Linked DNA regions of Anas platyrhynchos: region 2 is linked to region 1. The links are chromatin contacts, called in public Hi-C maps. All regions are on one chromosome and are shown on one strand. Each heading gives the region's core, a stretch centred on a gene start, on an enhancer-like site or on the middle of the called end of the contact. The rest is flanking DNA. Distances are from core to core; before and after follow the strand shown. Region 1 overlaps GDPD5 (glycerophosphodiester phosphodiesterase domain containing 5). Region 2 has its middle 14 kb from the start of SERPINH1.

What was found. Hi-C and Micro-C count contacts between places; a contact is called where the count stands out from the background.
Region 2: a Hi-C map of subcutaneous adipose tissue shows a contact between it and region 1, with 3 times the contacts expected there. The contact joins two enhancer-like sites. A contact is called at or near these places in 5 of 8 Hi-C or Micro-C datasets (F1 follicle, liver, skeletal muscle and 1 more).

What each region holds. Positions count from the first base shown.
Region 1 is chr1:205,226,735-205,229,739 of IASCAAS_PekinDuck_T2T, reverse strand. GDPD5 (glycerophosphodiester phosphodiesterase domain containing 5) reads left to right here. Exons shown (of 17, transcript XM_038178295.2): 9 at 2,986-3,005. Among named protein-coding and RNA genes, the nearest start is that of KLHL35, 26 kb to the right of the region's middle. Within about 2 kb of position 1,504, at least 2 of the 8 cell types and tissues checked have an H3K27ac peak or open chromatin away from gene starts, as enhancers often do. A contact at or near this core is called in subcutaneous adipose tissue, where this site is marked.
Region 2 is chr1:205,374,023-205,377,027 of IASCAAS_PekinDuck_T2T, reverse strand. No RefSeq gene overlaps it. Among named protein-coding and RNA genes, the nearest start is that of SERPINH1, 14 kb to the left of the region's middle. Within about 2 kb of position 1,512, at least 1 of the 8 cell types and tissues checked has an H3K27ac peak or open chromatin away from gene starts, as enhancers often do. A contact at or near this core is called in subcutaneous adipose tissue, where this site is marked.

The DNA of each region.
Region 1 (3,005 bases), core at 255-2,754:
GCACTGCTTCCTCTGCACAGCTGCAAAACTCAGCGTGAATCAGCATGAAGTTTAGTGAGTTCATCTAACTTGCCTTTGGGGGTCAAGTTCCTGGGAAAGGAATGGACAAGCCTCATATCTGACCAGCTGCATGCAGCCCTGATAGGGTTCAGCTAAGTTTTGTCCCTCTTAATATGCAAAGTTTGATCTGCAAGCTCTGTAGGGGCAAGAGTGGAATATTCCACTCCAGGGGCTGGGATCTTCTCTCCATGGGGTCAGGCCTTGTGGCATCTTTTTAAGCGCTGAGGATGGGACAGCCATGGTGCACCAAATCTTGAAACTCAGTCTCGGTTTTTAGCTCACTGCAATCTGTTTTATAGCACTGCCTTTAAGATGCATGAATGTCACTGCTGTCTTTACGTGGCCAAAATTATCCAGGCTGACAAACTGAAATCCTATCCCCAAGATACTGCTTTTTTTTTTTTTTTTTTTCTTTTTTTTTTTTTTTTCTTTTCTTTTTTCTATGTATCTTTCATCTATCTCACCTATCGCTTCTGTATGCAGTCTTGGCTCTGCTCTAACTAACGTTTCCCCAATCTGATGAGGAGGGTGATGAAGGCTTGTGTGTACTGACTTGCTTCCTCAGATCTGTTTTGCTCGGTTTCCTTCCAATAATGCCTCCAGCAGTGCAGGCTGTGACTTCCCCACCATTCAGGTTAAAGCTTCCTCTGCGTCTCCAGCCAGCTGCAACCTAGGAGGGCTGGTGCCCAACTGATCCTGGCCCTAAAAAAAAGACAAAATACACTTCAGAGGCAACAACAGCCAGTGTCCTTTCTGCATGAGGACTGCTGTGCCAGAATTTGATGCCTAGCTACGACATAAGACCTTGGCCAGGTCTTATTAGAGGGAGAATATGTTCTGGCCAGGCTTGCTTGCCCTCTTTAGCCCTGCTTTGTGCAACGTGAGCTCTTAATTGCATAGGGGGATGACAGCAGTGTCAGTCCTCTTTGTCCTACCCTTGTTGAAGGCTTTAACATCGATTGCTTAGTGGAGGGAGTTCAACCTGTCCTCTCCAGTCTGCCTTAGCCCAAGAGATGATTTATAACTCAGTACACTTTGCTTTTCTGTTCCTGGTACATTCACATCCATGATGAGGATGCTCAGAAGGGTGTGGGTTTGGTGGCTGCTTGAGGCGTTGTCACCTCCTGAGCTGGGACTTGGGTTGCATCAACTCATCAACCCTTCATGACTTGGGCTGGTGGTCTCCCATCACCCTTCAGCTTCTTTTCCTCATCTGCCTCTGGTTTGAACGCTGCCTGCTTTGTTTCCTTGTGGCTGCTGCAGTCTGAGAGCAAAGATCGAGCACTGCTCTGCGCCCAGCAGATCGCCTTGCAGTGCTCACCCTGAGGAAACCCGAGCTACTTCGGGACGAAACCCGAGATGCTCAAAGCAACCCAAGGAGATGGAGCAGGTTTTCCACGGCTGGGATCTTTATGGGGCTGCTGCTCCCTGCTGACAGCTCTGGGCATCGTGCAAAAATGCTGAAAAAAGCTCTCCTAGCCTGACCTGGTGTGACCCAGCACTGGGCTGTGCGAGGGGGTGTGATGGGGGTGATGCCTCTCGCCTTCTCCTAGACAACTCAGGCATTGATCAGGAGCCTTTTCGGGGAAGATAACAAGCCTCCGTGTTGCTTTTTGTTGAACAAACAGAAAAATGAACCGATATCGATGTGCGGTTTGAGCCAGGGGAATTCAGCAGAGAGATGCTGTATCTATATAAAGGTTGTGTTGCTCCTCTTTCAGAACAGAGTGTGTGGTTGGGTCATTTTACCCCAAAGCTTTGCTGACCTGGGTGTTTAAGTTGCTCAGTTCACAAGAAAACGAATGCTTCCTTATATATGTTTATATATGTTATATATAAGTTTAAATAGAAGTTTATTGTGCAATTTACTTGCATGGTGCATTTAGGTCTTTATTTATAAAATGATTCATCTTTCCCAAACCCTCAGGAACTGCTGAAAAACACGGATTGTGAATGCTCATTGTCTCTTGGTGGAAATTTACTGATCCTGATGGTGGCAGGGATGGGTGGGGAAAAATAGGATGTTAGAGGTGCTCTAAACCTGAAAGCAAAATTGGAAAATAAGAAAATGATTTTTCAAAATAGAGCTATTTTGATGTACGTGATGTGCACATTTCAGTGCAGCCTGTCAGGTTTTTCTTTGTAGTTGTCTGTTTTTTTTTCTGGTCTGCCTCTTGTTGGTTTATGGACATTTTTTGGGCTAGCTATGCTGTACTGGTTTTGTAGAAAAACACAGTATGAAGATAAATACTTTATTGTTTTTAACAGACCCTAATTCGACTGTCATCTGTTTCATTCAAAACAATGGAATTTGAACTAAAATTTGTGTCCTTATCTGTGATAGCTATAAAAGACTCATTTTGTAGGTTTAGTATATTTTTTTAGTATTATTGTTGATAAGAACTTACTGGAAAATTTGTTATTAAGAGAAATCAACTGATTTTTAGTTTTAGCAATAGATTACTTTATTGACTGGGTATATGTGAAAATAAAATGTGTGCTACAGAACCTGTGGTCTGGTTGTTCTCCATGGTATGGATGATACATTGGTTTATGGACTTACGTCTTTCTATGAGGGCATTGTGATCACTGTTTGCATAGAAAAATAGGAGAATAAAACTATTAAGGTGTTTTTGGCAGCTCTATCTGTGGATAGAGAATTAGCATCAGATTAACAATTACTTTGTGGATCCTCAACAAGCCAGTCTGGGGACCACACTGGTGAGCAAATGTCTCATACGCTAATTTTGTGACAGACCTGTGGGGGATGCTGGTACTCCAGCATAACTGGCCAGCATGTAGTCTGTGAAACAAACTTGTTTTGGCTCCCTAATTTTTCTATGCCTTCTTCACAGCACCCTTACTGATGCTGCTTTGTAAACATGCCTACTTTCTGCTAATCTCCCATTGCTCTTTCTGTCCCAGTTGGCACCAGAAAACACCCT
Region 2 (3,005 bases), core at 263-2,762, 150 kb before region 1:
TCAAGGTAAGGTAAATCAAGGTAGGATGAAGCTCTTGCAGCTCTGTGTCCATGCTGGGAGGAACTGCCTGCCAGAAATGGCTCTCTCGTAGTGGTGGTGGTGGAGCTGGGCAAACCCTCTCTGATGTTACGGACACAATTTGGCGGAGGCATGGTGATTTTTTACAAAGGGTCGCTCCAGGAGATGGAATTCATTGTTCATTTGGGACAAATAAAGTCAGAAGAGGCAATTTGCTAGCCCAAAGGGAAATCCACTGCACTTAATTTGAATGCAACATGGTTTCTCTTTTATTTCACCATTCTTCTACACTAAAAAGAGGCAAAATGGAGCCTTAAGTATAATTATCAGACAAAGAAAAATAAATTAAAAAATAATTGAAACAAACTGCTTGGGTTATTATCCCCATTTTATCATTTTTTTTAAACACTCCTCCAGTCTAGAAATGCTTTTGGTCACTGTGACAGCGCATGCCCTGATGAATTAACGATTTAACGAGAGTTTTCTCCCTAATTCCAGCTAATAGGATAATTGGCCCTGCAAGTTCATAAAACGTGGGATGTGTAACGAGTCCTCTCCTCCATCTGCTCACCCTGTAACCCTGCACTGGGGGCGTCCCAGTATGTGCAGGGTGTGCAGGAAGGGCTGGGGATGGGAGTGCTGGGACAGGGCAGGTTGGCTGAGGGACACCCCAAAAACCCCATGGCGTGGGGTTTTGGAGAAGCAAGGAGAGCTCGCTGCTTCTCCAGCAGGTTTTGTAGGGCCCCATGACCTGCGTTTTCCCGTTAGCTGAAGGATCTTGATGATCTTGCTTCAGATATGCAGAAAATCGTGCCCCTGATGTCACCTCCTCGGTGTTCTTTTGACTTTTGATCGAGGCAAAAGCCTCCCCCAGCCTCCAAGGCTGACAATCCCTGTCCCATCCCCAATCCCACGCCCCGGATCCTGCGCTGGGAACACACTTCTGGCTGCGCATGGTGATGGACAACAGCTTCCCATGCTTCAAAAAGTGCCAGAAAACCACAAGAAATGGCACAAGGTCCCGTGCTGCTGTCTCTGAGCGACCTCTGATCCCTGTGGGGCTGACACATGAGAGAACAATTATATTTTGGGGGACTTTCCGGGATATTAGTGTCATTGAGGCGTATCGAGGAGGGAGAGACGAGCGGAAATAGATTTAAAAATAGTAAGGAAGAGGAGACAGAGGGATGGAAGAGATTCCAGACCTCATGGGCTGCCTCTTGGGCTCCTTTTTCCCTGCGATGGGTGCTGTAGCCACTTAAACACCGCATTGCTCTTGCTGCAGATGCTTCTCCTATGCAGAGGAGCATCCTCATTTTGGCCTCATCCTTTCCAGCCTCTCCCCGAAGTCTGTCCAGCTCCTTGCTCCTCGCACGGCTCTGAAAATGCCTGCGGGGTTTGGTGGTGAAGAGGTTTCAGCATCCCCGGGGTCCCAGCAGGAGATGCTCGTGGTACCAGGGATGCTGGAGGAGGCTGGAGGAGGCTGGAGGATGCTGGAGAAGTCTTGGAGCCCCCCCAGGTGGTGAGCAGGGGGTATCCCCTCAGCTGCAATACCCCTGGTTATAACATCAGGTTATTTTGGGGCTAATGGGGCAAATTTCCATGGGATAGGGTAATTTCTGCCTAGCAGGGGAGAGCACGGATGGAAATAATGCCCTCGGGTCCTGCACTCCCCTTCTGTCCTGGGTACGAAAATCACTCAAAACTTGCAAAATATCATTTAAGATGAAATTTATTAGAGAAAACATGAGAAAGGAAGAGACGATAGTACGGGTACTCCTATACCCTGCTGGATCCCAGGTCGTGCAGCATCAAAGGGGCGCCGAGCGGCACTCCAGGAGATCCCACGCATCTTTTTTGGGTTCAGTTGTCAAGGCTTTGGTCAACGCTGCTGTTCCGCTGGAGGGCAGCGAGGGGGAGTCCTTCTCCTTCTGCTCTTCACCCTGCCCAAATCCCGACCGCTCAGAGGATGCTCAGCACCGTTTCATCCTCGGGGAGGGAAAAAATAGGCAGGGAGCAGCGGGTTGTGCGGGAAAAACCTTGCAGCAGGATGGATTTGGAGGGGCTCCTTCAGACTGGGGGAACAAAACGTGGATGGAGCTGGAGGAGCTGCTCCTTGCTGGGCGAGGAGCCCCCAAGGAGGCTGGGGTGGCCCCATGGTGGGATCCTACAGGGTTACATCCTGCCAAAAGCCAGCAAAAGCCCTCAGCACCCAGCAGGGAGCTCAAAACATCTCTGAGGGGTGCAGGGGAGAAGGAAAGGCTGCGTCCCCCCGCATCCCATGGCACCAGTGGCTCGGGGGGTGCGTGGATAATGGCACAGGCAGCGTCTGCTCTGCACTGATTTGTCCCTGGGCTTAGTCCAGAGCTGCAATCCCAGATGAAAAATCGACCAAAAAGGGGGGTTGGTTTGTAGGAAAGGGTTGTTTTTTTTTTTTTTTTTTTTTTTTTCCTTCTTTTTCTTTAATTACTTTGATCCGACCTGGCTGGAGACCAGCAAGCCCTGAGTGTGTGATGGGAGCTGATGGCCTCACCGGTGTCATCGCCACCGCCAGCAAAAACTACCAACCAACCCGACAAAAAGCCCTACAGATCTGCCATGAAACATCTCATGCTCAGGGAACAGACATTTTAAATTAAATATCATCAATAGGGCAGATTCTGCATCGACTTTGCAGTCGCTAGAGGGTGGGAACCCCCCTGCGGGGTCGCTCAGACCTGCTCTGACAGCTGCCTGCATGAGAACAACCGGCTGAAGCAATAAGTTTTGCTCCATATATAACAAAGACAGAGCAATTAGAGCCGGTTGTAATTAGCACAGCCTGTCTGCAGGTGATTTATGGGGCAGCCGAGTGCCTCTGCACGCAGCTCTGGGTGCCTCGTGCGCGCCCTTCTTACGGACGTGGTGCTTCCTGCAGGGATCAGCTGAATGAAGGAGGAATTGGAGGCATGAGCTATTTACTGACACAGTTCACCAAAAGGCCAGGT